Regions from separate parts of the Mus musculus genome. Here all the other regions are linked to region 2. Evidence: chromatin contacts called from public HiChIP or PLAC-seq and promoter capture Hi-C data. All regions are on one chromosome and are shown on one strand. Each heading gives the region's core, a stretch centred on a gene start, on an enhancer-like site or on the middle of the called end of the contact. The rest is flanking DNA. Distances are from core to core; before and after follow the strand shown.

What was found. Promoter capture Hi-C pulls out the DNA fragments that hold promoters and counts their contacts. HiChIP or PLAC-seq counts read pairs in DNA pulled down with a chosen protein or histone mark.
Region 1: an HNF4G HiChIP or PLAC-seq map of pancreatic cancer cells shows a contact between it and region 2. The contact joins the promoter of Scara3 here to the promoter of Fbxo16 in region 2. A contact is called at or near these places in 7 of 39 promoter capture datasets (the 3T3-L1 cell line, HPC-7-derived erythroid cells, the SN4741 cell line and 4 more) and 1 of 115 datasets of contacts at active chromatin or transcription factors (pancreatic cancer cells).
Region 3: a contact with region 2 is called in a promoter capture Hi-C map of neural stem cells. The contact joins the promoter of Ccdc25 here to the promoter of Fbxo16 in region 2. A contact is called at or near these places in 2 of 39 promoter capture datasets (cranial neural crest and neural stem cells), 1 of 115 datasets of contacts at active chromatin or transcription factors (astrocytes) and 1 of 9 other capture datasets (adipose tissue).
Region 4: an HNF4G HiChIP or PLAC-seq map of pancreatic cancer cells shows a contact between it and region 2. The contact joins the enhancer-like site here to the promoter of Fbxo16 in region 2. A contact is called at or near these places in 4 of 39 promoter capture datasets (embryonic stem cells, hippocampal neurons, pre-B cells and 1 more), 10 of 484 Hi-C or Micro-C datasets (B cells, cortical neurons, embryonic stem cells and 1 more), 4 of 115 datasets of contacts at active chromatin or transcription factors (embryonic stem cells and pancreatic cancer cells) and 1 of 9 other capture datasets (liver).
Region 5: an HNF4G HiChIP or PLAC-seq map of pancreatic cancer cells shows a contact between it and region 2. The contact joins the enhancer-like site here to the promoter of Fbxo16 in region 2. A contact is called at or near these places in 6 of 39 promoter capture datasets (the C10 cell line, the HPC-7 cell line, embryonic stem cells and 3 more) and 1 of 115 datasets of contacts at active chromatin or transcription factors (pancreatic cancer cells).

What each region holds. Positions count from the first base shown.
Region 1 is chr14:65,952,332-65,955,031 of GRCm38.p6, reverse strand. Scara3 (scavenger receptor class A, member 3) reads left to right here and starts at 1,288. Exons shown (of 6, transcript NM_172604.3): 1 at 1,288-1,536. The coding sequence starts at 1,530.
Region 2 is chr14:65,265,305-65,268,004 of GRCm38.p6, reverse strand. It overlaps Fbxo16 (F-box protein 16), which reads right to left and starts at 1,387. Exons shown (of 8, transcript NM_015795.2): 1 at 1,222-1,387.
Region 3 is chr14:65,835,918-65,838,617 of GRCm38.p6, reverse strand. It overlaps Ccdc25 (coiled-coil domain containing 25), which reads right to left and starts at 1,316. Exons shown (of 9, transcript NM_145944.5): 1 at 1,134-1,316. The coding sequence starts at 1,161.
Region 4 is chr14:64,632,197-64,634,896 of GRCm38.p6, reverse strand. The region is part of intron 2 of Gm36924 (a long non-coding RNA gene); the gene reads right to left. Among named protein-coding and RNA genes, the nearest start is that of Gm36924, 9.0 kb to the right of the region's middle. Within about 2 kb of position 1,431, at least 65 of the 459 cell types and tissues checked have an H3K27ac peak or open chromatin away from gene starts, as enhancers often do. A contact at or near this core is called in embryonic stem cells, liver, pancreatic cancer cells and 1 more, where this site is marked.
Region 5 is chr14:65,781,859-65,784,558 of GRCm38.p6, reverse strand. No RefSeq gene overlaps it. Among named protein-coding and RNA genes, the nearest start is that of Pbk, 23 kb to the left of the region's middle. Within about 2 kb of position 1,403, at least 26 of the 459 cell types and tissues checked have an H3K27ac peak or open chromatin away from gene starts, as enhancers often do. A contact at or near this core is called in pancreatic cancer cells and trophoblast stem cells, where this site is marked.

The DNA of each region.
Region 1 (2,700 bases), core at 39-2,538, 690 kb before region 2:
GCAATCAGTGTTACAGGGGTGGGTGTGAGTCCTGAGGCAATAAAGAACAGCAACAGGACACATGTTAGAAATAGAGCTTTTTTAGAAAAGAAAAGAAAAGAAAAGAAAAGGAAAGGAAAGGAAAGGAAAGGAAAGGAAAGGAAAAAGAAAAGAAAAGAAAAGAAAAGAAAAGAAAAGAAAAGAAAAGAAAAGAAAAGAAAAGAAAAGCTCACACCCCTATCCAGCCCCACCAAGAATGGGAGTAAGCTGAGGGAACTACCCCAAAACATGTTGGACCAAGAGGTCATTTACCTAACACAATTTCTCCCCGTGTCAGGGATGCCCAGGTGGTGGTCAGGAGGTGGGGGGGGGGGGGGATGGGGATAGGGAGTGTGAGGAATAGGGGGGTGGGAACCAGCTCTCCTCTGCCAGTTGGCTTCCTTAGTGTTGCTGTTGATGTTACCACCATCTCCAATCTCCATCTTCAGCCAGGAGACCAGGCTGGGTTGTCCTCCCTCTGGAGGTCCTGACCTTTGCCATCATAATGTCCGCCACATCTCCGTGCTGTTGCTTAATTGCTGGCTTTCTGGTCCTTACCGACAAGTGTTCCTCACCTTCTCCCAGAACTTGGGGCAGGATCTGGAAGTTGGGAGGTGACCAACCGACCAACCGCTGAATGTGTGGTTAACATATGCTCACTTAACACAAAATGGAGCTTTTATGGGGGTTTTTATGACAAGAGTCAACTTCAAGTCTGAGGCGGCTTTCCCTCTAGGGTCCTTTACACCAGTGGCCCAGCCACATGTAGCAGGATTTGGGAGTGCTCAGGGCCCAGTTCTCCCTTGCAGATAAGAAATTCAACATTACTGAACTTAGCAGTGGCAGAACCATAGCAAGCAAGCCCTGTCAACTAGAGACGACCAGGTTAAGAGGAGGCTTGCAGTGCAGAGGTGTACGGATGTGGAGAGCACAGACCAGAGCAAAACCAACAGTTGGCAGAAGGCTGATGCCCAAGAATTCTTGCTCCTCCCGGTCTCTCTGCTTTATAGCCAGGCAAAGGAACTATACAGGACTGAAATCCAGGGTCCCGGTCCCCGCCCACCACAACTGTAACCACGCTTTCCCCCGGGGTGGGGAACCCTCTCGCGCACCCAGCCCCACGCATCAGGGGCACAAAGGGCCCTGGCAGCGGCAGTTTTGAAAATATCAAGGAAGTTGATCTGGGCCGGGGCCCAAGCGGTGACGACGAGGGAGGGCGGGAGGCGGAGGGAGGGATGCGCGCGAGGCCAGGACTGCGGGGCGCGGGGCAACACAGCTCGCCGGGCTCCGGCGGGCAGCGTGGTGTCCCCAGCCTGCGACCCCCGGGATCCTTCTCCTGCTTCGCCGCCCGAGCAGCGGCACAGCGCCGCATGTGTCCCCACCCAAGCCTCAGACCCGCGGGCCGCACTTAGGGGCCGCGGTCGGTGCCTGGGGAGGACCCCGGCTTCCCGCTCCATCCAAGGCTACTCGAGCGCCGCGGGGGCCCTGCAGAGGCCCGCGCAGAAGGGACCATGAAAGGTAAGCAGACTCCCCGGGAGCATAGAGAACATCCATCCTTCCTCCCAAGACAAGGGCCGGGCCAGGGCACCCTGATGCCTGGGCTGCAGGAGGGCTGAAAGTCCCCATAATAGATATTACAGGTCAGGGCCCCTGACTTTTTAAAAAAACTATCCTTCAGGAGATAGTGAGGAGGGATGGGGTAGGGTCGGAAGGGGACAGGAAGAGCCCTAAGTCCGGAGAAAGAGAGGAAGGGTGAACCATCACACAGGGCCCTTGCAGCAACCGGCCTCACCGCCATTGCTCTCCTACCCCTTAAAACAAATTTAAAGTTCCGAGAAGATTCGGATCCAGTTCCCCAGTGAGCACAGAAGGATGCTTGGTTGTGGATCACAGCTGAGGTCCCATCCCAGAGGCTCCCGCAGACCCTCCCCAGGTGTAAGCTGCTTCTCTTACCAACTCTGTCCCCTTCCCTCGCTATCAGACCAGTCGGAGCCCCACTATCTGACACTCCCTGACCTCTGACTTGAGGACAGAGCAACTGAGCAAGCCCTGAGGGCCAGACAGACATGGAATGGAAGTAAAAACCCTTCTTGGTTCCAAGCTGTACCTCCCGGGTACCGGAGAGCTCCCTTCCAGGTCATGAGGTTTGGGGTACTCGCTCTGGTGCCTTTTGGTAACTCTCCCCTAGCAGCCGAAGGAGAACTTCCACCACCTCTAACTTCCTCAGAGGGCCCGTGGGATGGTGTTCAGGGCTTCAAAGCTCTACTTTCGGGGGGAGTGGGGGTTGATGAAAAGTGACAGTTGTGACAGGAGATCAGGCCCCATTTGTCAAGCCTGCTTCAACTGGTGCAGTGGTGGTTTGTCTCTCTGGTGTCCAAGGATTGGGTATTCCAGAGGAAAGGGCCTGGCAGACAAATCTCTGACTGGTCCCATGTGCCGCTCATTCAGTACTCCCACAGGACCCACACTTGGTCCTGTGATGGTGCCACTGATGGAATCTTGAAATGCATAATGTTTTAAACAAGGACTCTCCCCACCCTCCTCTTTCATTTTGCATCGAGTCCCTGGAATTCTGCAGCTAGTAAAATAGAATAGCAACCTGTTACCACTCATTGCCAGCTAAAGGGTCTAGAGCCCTGGCTCTGCCCTCCGGTCCAGAAGAGACTGATGTTTTTCTGTTCC
Region 2 (2,700 bases), core at 138-2,637:
TTCTCACCCCCTACATATGGCTCCAAGCTAAAGCCCAACACCCAAGCAGAGGTCCCAGTTGTCACATGCTTCCGGTCTGACCTAAATCTTCTGAGCCATTGTCCACACCATCCCCATTACACAATAATTTTCCTAAGGATCTATCCCAGGCAGGCCTCAAACCTGCTCCTGAAGTCATGGATGACCTTAAACTTCGGATCCTTTTGCCTGCATCTCTCAAGTTCTAGATTGCAGTGTTCGCCACACGCCTGATTTATGCAGAGTTGGGTTCTGGCTTCATGCATGCTGGACAAGCATTCTACCAAGTATTCGATACTCCAAGCCCTAAGTTTCGTTTTGTTCTGTCTCGATTTTGTTTTTGTTTTGAGATAGAGTCTGCCTCATACCCCTGGTCGGCCTGGAACTTGCTATGTAGACCAGGTTGGCTTTAAAGTAACAAAGATCCACCTGCCTCTTGCAGGGTCTGTGCTGCCAAACCGTCTCATCTCACTAATGACTGGAATTCCAATTCCTCAACTCGAAGTCTGGGTCAACTCAATGTAACTATTTCAACCTAGTGCCCCCTTTTCCTGTACTCTGTCCAAATCCACTGACAGCCTGACCACTGTAAGGACAGTGGCATGAGGCCCTGATGCTTTGGGGCTCGTGTATTCTGTCACTGCTCATTTAAACTCCAGTCACAGTATCACAGCCGTACATAGTAGATGCTCAATAAATGTTATTCAATGGAAGGGGGAAAATGTCCTGGAAGAGCATGGGGAGGGGGAGTTTGAGAATTAAACCTTGTGGGACTGCACACTGAAACTCAGAATATGCTGACCCTGGCACAGAGGAAATACTCAAGGTTGTCAAGAGTTTTATTCGGAGGTTACAACGAAGACTAGGATTGAGTTTCTCTGCTAACACACAATTCTCCCACAGTACACTGTAAAATCACCAGACAAAGGGGATCTCGCACAGTATCAGAAATAGAGGGCGGGTAGGTTTAAATAGGAATTCACCCTATATTCAAATAGTTAAAACCGAAATAAGCACTGTAATGCATGGTTCTCAAAGCTACTGCTTGACCTGCACTGTAATTGTTGGTTGTTAATTGCAGAGGTGTGAAGCAGCCATTGAAACCGCAGCGCACTTTAATCCCCAGGAGCCCCAGCAAGCTTTTGGGAAGCTGGGGAGCTCTCTCAGAATCTCCGTGTTTTTCCTGCTCTACCCACTGCTCACCTCAGCAGCTGGCTTCCTTCTTCAAGCCTCTGGTTCTGGGGTTGCTATCGTTGCACTAGGGCAGCTTTCTTTGACTCCTTTCAGCCCCCACCTTACTGCTTCCAGCAGGCCAATCGCCATCTATAAATCCTGTCGCTGGCATCCGGGGTCTCTTAGGCAACAATGTGTGGACTCTTGATTGGCCAGGGTATCCAAGGAAGGCTGGCTCCAAAATTGGGCACAGAGATAAAAGGAGAAAGTGTGGCAGTCGGGTGAGTGGGAGGAGCTGTAACATCTTGATAAAATTCTTGGAGGAAGCTGTATCCAATCCTGAAACCAGCAGCCTTGAAAAACCTCCCTTCAAGACTTGCTGCGTTTGTGTTCCAAAACAGACCGAGCATGCTCAGTTGTGTTGCTCTGGTCACTCGGGAGCTCCGAAACGCAAACTCCATTATGCCAGGTTTTAAGACTGCCCAGACGGAGGAAATAACAATTGGCTACGGGTCAGATGGGAAAAAAAGCACCTGCAGAGGGGAGGGGAGGTCGTGGGGGAACTGCCCCAAGCCAAGTGACAGATACGCCAGGGAACCAGCAGATGGCACGCCCTTATAAGAATAACTGTATTTAGGTTTTAAGATCCAGTCACATTTAATTAGCTAAATGTATTGAGCACCCAACTTGTAGTGAGAACCACAGAATTCAAGGATTAAAAAAAAAGAAGAAAGAAAAAAGAAAGAGAGAAAGAGAGAAGGAAGGAAGGAAGGAAGGAAGGAAGGAAGGAAGGAAGGAAGGAAGGAAAGGAAGGAAGGAAGGAAGAAAGAAAGAAAGAAAGAAAGAAAGAAAGAAAGAAAGAAAGAAAGAAAGAAGGAAGGAAGGAAGAAATCTGAAGGCGGGAATGGTAGCTCAATCCTGCAATCCTAGCACTACGGAGGTGGAAGCAAGAGGGTCAGGGTTCCTAGGAAAGTTTTGGCTACAAAGGGAGTTGGAGACTAGCCAGAACTCCAAAACCCTGTCTAAAACATAAGAGAAATCTAATGAGAGAAACTCAACAGTGTAATGTGCAAATAACCAACGGATCTAGTAGCTGTGATAACAAGTCCTGAAGAATTCCGAGAAGTTGGAAATCCCATGCCTGTGTAAACAGTGCAAAACAATTTTGATAAGCAGCAGCAAACCAAAACTTAACCCCAGTACCTAAAAAGAATACAACTTCCCAAACTACCTTTGCGTACTAAAACAACGGACACCTCCAACTTAAGCAGTCCTACAGATCCTACGTGTTTCATCATTTTTAAAAATAGTATAGTTTTAAATTTAGGTTTATTTACATGTGTGTATCTATGTCTGAGTGTTAGCCTGTGTCTGCCATGTGTAGAGGTCAGAAAACAACTTTCAGGAGCCGAGTCTCTGCATCACGTAAGTCCAGGGCTTGAACTCATGTAATAAGGCTTGCCACCAAATGCCTTTACCTACGAGCCATTTTGCCAGCCTTCCCTTTCA
Region 3 (2,700 bases), core at 67-2,566, 570 kb before region 2:
GAAAGGCTAGGTAGTACATGCCTTTAATCCCGGCACTGGGGAGGCAGAGCAGAGGGTAGCATGAATTCAAAGCCAGCCTGATCTACACTGTGAGTTCTAGGCCAGCCAAGGGCTACATAATGAGATCCTGTCTCAAAAATAAACAAACTAAAAAGTACTAAGAGACAAAACCACCAAACAATAACTCCAGATCTGGGGACCTAGAAAGTAATGCCAACGTCAGGGAGCCTTCAGGCAGGAGAGTCTATGTTTGAAGCAACCTGAGCCACTCACTGTCTCAAGAAGGGGCAAAAATCAACACAGCAGCCAACTGTGTAAGTAGGGCACTATGCTAAGGAGACAAGACAGACTGCCCCTCAAGAGACCTGCCCGGTAGCTCAAGCAGACACCTTTTAATACCACATGAGAGCAGTCCTAAAGGAATGTTAAGGGGGGTCCAGAAAGAAATGCATATTTTATCTTGACGAGGAAACTGGGTCTCACACAGTGTCTTCAAAAAGGCAAGCGCTATTTTAATGGGGTGAGAGTTTAAAATTAGAAATTGATTCTGGACAATATGGGCAGAGAAACTAAGTTGACGCGGCATTTCCTGGAAACCGAAACAGCTCTTTCTGGCCTTCCAAAACCAACCCAGTAGCCTTAGCAGACGTCCACTGGACCATCACCTCTGCCCAGGGAGGGGCTGTACTAACATTCCAGCCCTCCGATTGCTCTCCGCGGCACCCCAGGCCCTCCCTGCGTAGGAGGGCAAGCTACTCTTCCTGCAGGAGACATCTGCTGGCACCTGTCGCACTGGTCAAGCATCGCTCCAAGGTGCGGGCAGAACGCTAGGGCAAAGGCTTGCGACGGGGACGTGGGGGACTAGGCTGGAACGCACACACGTCCAGGAAGCGTTGGCGGGTCTGTCAAGTGGGGACGAGAATGATTACCGGGTATAAAGAAAGCGGGGGCGCATTCCCGCCGCGACCACCGGGGCCAGGGGACGACCAGGCAGCCGAGGGGACGGCCAAGCAGGGAACCAGAAGGCTCTGGGAGAGGTGCCCGCGGAAGGACGCGGTTCAGGACTAAGTCCAAGCCCAGCGCGGCGGCTGGGGAATGCCGGCTTTGGAAGCAGGGGCCCCGGCGTCACTCACCGCTGCTGCTGGTGAAGTAGAACACCATGATCCTGGTAGAAGAGTGGCGACTCCTACTCAAAACGCGAAGCTTGAGATACCGCCGGCGCGAGGGTGAGCCGGCTTCCAGGCTCTCCTCAGGACACTTCCGGCGGACGTGCCGTCGCGTCACAACGCCGTCCTGTCAGCGCCATCTTTAGTCCTGGCGAAGGGAAGGGTGTTGGCGGAAGAGCAGGTGTCCCGGGGATTTTGAGGATTCCGCTCAAGCGTCTGGTTGAAAGAAATTAGCTGGGGAAATACATCTTGTTTGAAGTCATAAAGAAAAAATACTAAGGGCAGACTTTATTTTCAGAGGCTCTACTAAGTGGACACGAGAGTTGGTCATCGCTTTTTATGTCTTCCCACTCAACCCAATATGGGCTCCATGCGTGCAGAAACTGCCTTTTTCATGCATGGTTAAGGGTCCCTGTAACCATTTCCTCAGGAGGCACTCAGTAAGAACCAATTTTTTTAAAAGATTTATTTATTATTATACGTAAGTACACTGTAGCTGTCTTTAGACACACCAGAAGAGGACATCAGATCTCATTACGGACGATAGTGAGCCACCATGTGGTTGCTGGGTTTTGAACTCCGGGCCTTCGGAAGAGCAGTCAGTGCTCTTTCTTACCCACTGAGCCATCTAACCAGCCCCAAGAACCAATTTTTAAATAAACTCATTCTCCCATTACTTGACATAGGTGAGGGTTTTGTTGTGTTTTTTGTTTGTTGACTTGACCAAACTAGTCAGAATAGAGTTAGGTAATGTTCATCAAACCCTATCTAAGCCTGAGATGGCCTCAGCAAGAATACAAGATGGAAGAAATGCTGCACTGTCTTGCCCAGTCAAACAATGAACTAAATTGCATCGAGGACAGAAGGTTCTCAAATGAATTGTTACTGTTACTACCCAGAGACACTCTCCTTTTTTGGGATTCCGAGTAGGGCTATTTTTTGTTCCTTTAAATCTAATGTCTGCTCCTTATTACCTACAAGACTGAACAAATACCAAACTTCTGAAGTTCAGAACCTCTTGCTATAAATTTACAAAATTCCACAGCCTTCCTAGGTTTGACTTGGAAGTTTTTCTTATTTCTGATAAAGAAAAAATATGAGAGTCCATTTCGGGCTGTATCCCTCCAACAAGCTCCAAAAGTCAGACCACACAAAAGGGCTACAGAAAAGGAGTTTTACCGTCCCTGGAGAGCCTAGTCTTTCATAGAGCAGGAAATTCTAGGCAAGTAGAACCTGATGGTAAAAATGTCCCCTCTTTGGCTTTAACTCTCTCAAAAGAAGAAACTAGCCAGAGTCTCCCACTAAGCAGTTTCCACTATTGTTCTAATTCTTTCACTTTACAAAACCCACTATCATTCTGGGTTTCCTGGTGCTGGTCAATGTTGTAGGCTATCCACCAGAGAAGACTGCTCCAACATGGGTTTAAACCAATAGAAAGTCTTTTTTAGTTGGCCGGATACTACACTGGATGTTTGGGATCCCAGTGCAACATTTTCTCAGTCTTTCCTCAGGGTGAGCTTTTAAACACACAAAA
Region 4 (2,700 bases), core at 182-2,681, 630 kb after region 2:
TAGCCTCTTAAGTGCTGAGATTTCAGGTGTGCTCCACCAAGACAGCTTTACAGGAAAAAAAAAAAATGGCCTCATATACCTCAACTGATCTTGAACTTGCTCTGTACAGGAGGCTGGTCTTGAACTCTTGATCGGCTTGCTCCTGCCATCCTTACCCACCCCCCAAATGGGATTAAAGGCTTCTTTAGAGAAACTACATTCCTTCTGATTGACTGAGAAACACTTGGCTGTCTCGTCTAGTCTTGGGTTTGTAAGAGCCATCCTCCATATGTGGTCTTAACCTCCTTCTCCACCAAGCCTAAGCCAAAATTATGGTCCATGTAATATGCTCTGCTTTGGTTACTGGCCTTCCTAATTGAGTCCCTGTGTCCTTCCAACTGTCATTAAGATAGGTCAGGCACATAGCCTTCTATTTTAGTAACAACTGAATCATGCATTTGTTGGTATATAATCTGAACCCTTAAAACCACGGTCAGAATACTCCCAATGTTAAAAATTAAACAAATGCTATCCGAGTACAAACAAAGGTAGCTAGTGAGTCCACAGGCAAAGTCAAAGACTGACAGCTAACACTTGCAGTTGGAAGGCCTTTGGAGCTGTGTCCTTGGGTCATATCTTACCCAGTGGCAGTAGCAGTGGGCAATCTATTACTGGGGAGGAGCCAGAGAGCCAACATCCGCAGCTGTGGACATGGACAACGGACTATCTAGGCACTCTCCATGGGAAACTAAAGGCACGCTTGTTTTCAGCCCTATATTTTAGTCACTATGTAGGGTTTGTATTTGTCCCATGGTCTTCCACATTCTTCAATATAACTTAGGGCTCCCCAGTATCTTGGGGGAGGGGAGGGTTCTCCTACATTGTGAAACATTTGGCACTGAACTTGTAACACAACCACCATGAAAAGGAGACCCTCACTCATTCTGGTAGAGGTAGATGCTTGTGTAACTCTTTTAGAGAGAATCCTATATTTACTCTCCAGAGGAGTCTTACACTTGTTTATTAGTTTCAATCTGGTAATTCCACTTCTCAGAGACTTATCTTAAAGAAACAATGAGAATGGCAGCAAGATGCTCCACTGGCAAAGGCCTGGCCAAACTGAGTTTGATCCCAGAAACCCATGTGAAGGTGTGACGAGCTAACTGCATAAATTTATCCTCCCTCTTACATCTTACACACACACACACACACACACACACACACACACATGACCACGTGTGGGCTATGGTAAGCCCGCCTTCCATTTTCTTGGATTTATCCCAGTTCCCTCCCTTCACTCTTGTGAATGCTATCAACTTCCTTATTAGAACAGAAACTGGATATGATGACCGTAATAGGCACCGATGGGACGGGACGGTGGAGGCTGGGGTGGGACTGGGGCTTAGGCTGGCAAGGTGCATGGTTCAGGCTGCTATGTTCCAAGGCTGGAGGCCATCCTGGGGACAGCCTGGATAGTAAGCACTGACAGCCAAGGACGGACTGATCAAAGATGGCTGGCTGGTTGGAGGCGAAGACCAGAATAGAAACTAAAGCAGCAGTCAAGGTGCCAGGAGGTCAAGGCGAGTCTGAAACTGGTTCTCCTTCCAGGATGTTATCAGTAAACCATAAACCAGATTAGGAACCCAGGAAGTCAGGAAGGTGAGTGAGTCAAGGTGTGTTTGTGACCTGATTTGAAGACAGGCTTGTTTGCCTTTCTGAATCCTTCAGGGCAGGAACTGGGGTCATGGGCTATCCCAGGCACACAGAGAGCAGCTGGAGGAACAACTGTGGAGGACTACGTGGCTGTGGGTGGGTCCTGGGTATGAGGGACGGGAAGCCCTGGCAGTGCCACTGAGAGGACTATTTGGCTAGACTCACTGCAGGGAGCTTTTAAATAAATCCCAGAGTTCAGCCACACCCCAGGCCAATTATATTGGAATGTCTGGGGGTGGGGCTCAGAGTCAGTTGTTAATGTTTCCTTGGTGATTTAAATGTTCAGCGGGAGAACCTGGTGGGATCTCAGATCTGCTCCTTACAGAGGGTGCAGGTGGGGGATCAAGTGACCAGCCAGTAATTACGAAACAAACTTTTTTTTTTTAAGTGTCTAAAGAAATACTTAAGCCATTGTAAATATATGGGAGTATTTCTATTCTTTTATTTTATTGGGTCAGAAGTCTTACCATGTAGCTCTGGCTGGTCTGGAAGGAAGTCGTCCAGGCTAATCCAGGCTGGCCTCAACTCACAGAAGTCCTCCTGGCTCAGCCTCCCAAGTGTTGGGATTGATTACAAGGGTGCACCAATATGTTTGGTTACTGGCACAGGGGATGGAACAGAGGACTTTGTACATACCAGGCAGGCATTCTATCAATTGAGCCTGACCTGGTTCCAGATGGTTTTGATCAGAGATTTCTAAAGGCATAGTGATACTGTGGGAAGTGACTGGCCCCTGACATACAGGTCAGTCTCCTTCAGCACACATTTACTAACACTTGCAGTTAGGATCCACCTCAGTGAACACTGTCCTTCGTCAATGCTGCCAAAGGCACTATGAGGCCAGCAGTCGACAGCCTAGCTTTGCAGGTGCAGAGTCTAAGGGGAAATGGCTTCCCAAGGTTACAGACGAGCACAGAGTCGGGTGTGACTCCAGGATTTCTGACACAAACTGCCCTTTCTAGCTCTTTGCTGACTTGACTGCCCTCCACTGAACGACTGGGCTCTGAT
Region 5 (2,700 bases), core at 154-2,653, 520 kb before region 2:
AAGCTCACGGTAGGGAGGAGGGACCACAAATGATGCTAGGGATTAGCCAGGTGATTGGAAGGGAAACAGTTACTAACAAAGGCTCCATGAGCACACCACACAGGAGAAGAAGGACAGCACAGTTTAGTGGTGCCTTTGTCACCAATGATCAGGCCAGGGCCCTTTGTCCTACATGAATGATGTCACTATAAGCAATGAGTAGTTTTGATAGTACCGGGCCCTTGAGAGCCTCAGGCTTATGGATAGAACTGAAAAGCTTGGATGCTTTTATCCTTGAGAACTAGAGGTGTAGGCCCAGTCACTCTGACAAGAGGCTCATTGATCTGGGATTTGGTTATCAGTGCCTGGCACTTGGCAATGCAGTGTCAATCAATAGGAGTTAATGCTAGCCAGCTACAGCTCCTAACCTTGGGTGTCAGGATTCTTGGTCTCCAAGACTTGGCAGAACCCAGGGCTGGTCATCTATGATGACTTTGGATTTTTAAAGCCTCTGACGTCTGTACTCTTAGGCTACCTTTCTCATTCTGTCCGTCTACAGTCTTTGTTATCCCCACCACCTACATTTGCCTCCTTTGCTCCCCATTCTGTCCATCCCTCGCCGGAGGGGTACTACTGCTGGGGCCCTCAGTAAAGAATGGAGTCTACATGTGGGTGAAGACATGCCATTGTTGCCTCCATGTTCAGTTGGTCAGTCACCTGGATACCCCTCAGGAGAGTGGATCTACCTTAAACCATGCTGAAGAGAAAGGAAGAGTCATTTTTCCTTTAATAAGACAATCTGTAACACCCCTCTGTGCCATTGTTTCAGGGCTGCCACTGGGTTCTGTTGTGTCTGCCTTAGAAACTGTAATTTCCCATTTTCTGCCTTCTCATCTATCTTTGGAAGCTAGCCAGAGCCTAAGCAGCTTTCCTCAGCACTCCTGGCTTCACTCTTTCTTTACCATGCCCCACCTTGCTGTGTAGCTGCTTGTCCATCAGGTGGCTGGCCTCCATATTGGCTTAAGGCAAACAACATGAATGTTTCCTCCTCCTCCTCCAAGCGGCTGTTGAGAGAGAGACAGTTTGTCTGCCCTGGTGTTTTTCTTTTAAACTCCGATTAAATCACTCTTGAGCTTTCTTCTGGGTTTGTTCTTCGATTCCTTTATTAATGGGACTCAGAATCTCATAAAGGAACTCTGATTTCTGCGGGGGGTGGGGGGACTGCTGCTGTCACTTCAGCGGCTTGACCACCGACTGTCTCTCTGTCATGATAGTAGCAGTTCAGCCTGTCCTACTTATGACAAAATGTAGGTTGACTCAAAAAGTGAACTCAGCAACCCAGTTAGACAGCCAGGAGCGTGGTATGGAGTGACAGTGTGTGTTCAAATGTGGTGACTGGAACACCAACCACAACACACCCTCCAAAGTTTCCTCCAGCCTGTGACTCACAAGGTTTTAGGCTAAGTCATGAGGAGAATGGTCTCCGGCCTCCAGCCCCTGCAAGGTCTAGAGCCATCGCCTGCAGGATCATGTAAATTTGCTCCAAGCTTGTCTTGCTTAGGCTAAAGGTTCCTGTCACACTAGTTCAGGCTGTGGCTGGTCGGATGCGGGACACCATTTTAACCCACAGGATTTGGCTTTGAGGAGGAAACAGGACGGCGGCAGGAAGTGCAATCAAGGAAACTATGTTCTTAAGCGTGGCCGACGACTATGGGGTCCATCCACTCACGCCACTCAGCGTGACTAGGGTCTCGACATGTGCCAAAACCCGGGCTGTTTACTGAGGAGATAAAGCTGAGTGGGACTTAGACCCCAGGTGACAGTCAGCTAGCTGTATAAATGGCTCTCTCACATATACTGGACAGGATAGAGGGCTGTAAGTGTGACATACAGGACAAAAAACATCTTGCCTATAGTAGCAGATTTTTCTACTATATAGATTTTGGTTAGCAGGGTGTTTGGTTTTTGTTGTTGCTGTTTTATTGTTGTTGTTTTGTTGTTTATGTTTATATTTTTTAAATTTTGCTTTTGTGTATATGTGAGTGCGTATACATGTGAGTGTGTGTATGTGTGTGGATTTGAGTGTGAGTGTACATGTGTGCATGTGTGTGAGTGCATGTGTGTGAGTGCATGTGTATGTATGAGTGTGTGAGTGTGTGCAGATGTGTGTGTATGTGTGTTTATGTTCATGTGTTTGAGTGTGAGTATGTACATGTTTACATGTGTGTGAGTGTGTTTGAGTGTGAGTGCATGACTGTGTATGTGTGTGTTTATGTGCATGTGTGCATGTGTGTATATGTGTGAGTGTGTGTATGTGTGTGTATGTGTTTTTGAGTGTGAGTGCATCCATGTGTGTATGTGTGAGAGTATATGTATACATGTCAGTGTGAGAGTGTATGTGTGTTTCTGTGTGAGTGTGAGTATTGTGTGTGTATGTGAGGGTATGAGTATATGTTTGCGTGTGTTTGTATGTGTGTGAGTGCGCGTATGTGTGTGAGCGAGTGTACGTGTGTGTTTGTGTGCGCCACAGAATGAATGTATTGCTTGGAGGACAGCTTTTGTGAGTCAGTTCTCTCTGATCGCCATGTAGGTTATGGGAATTAAATTCAGGTCATTAGGCTTGTGTGGCAAGCACTTTGAGCTGCTGAGCTTCACTTGCCAGCAGGTGAAGAGGCTTTGAGGTAATAAAATACTGGATCTGGAAGAGAACAGAGATATCAT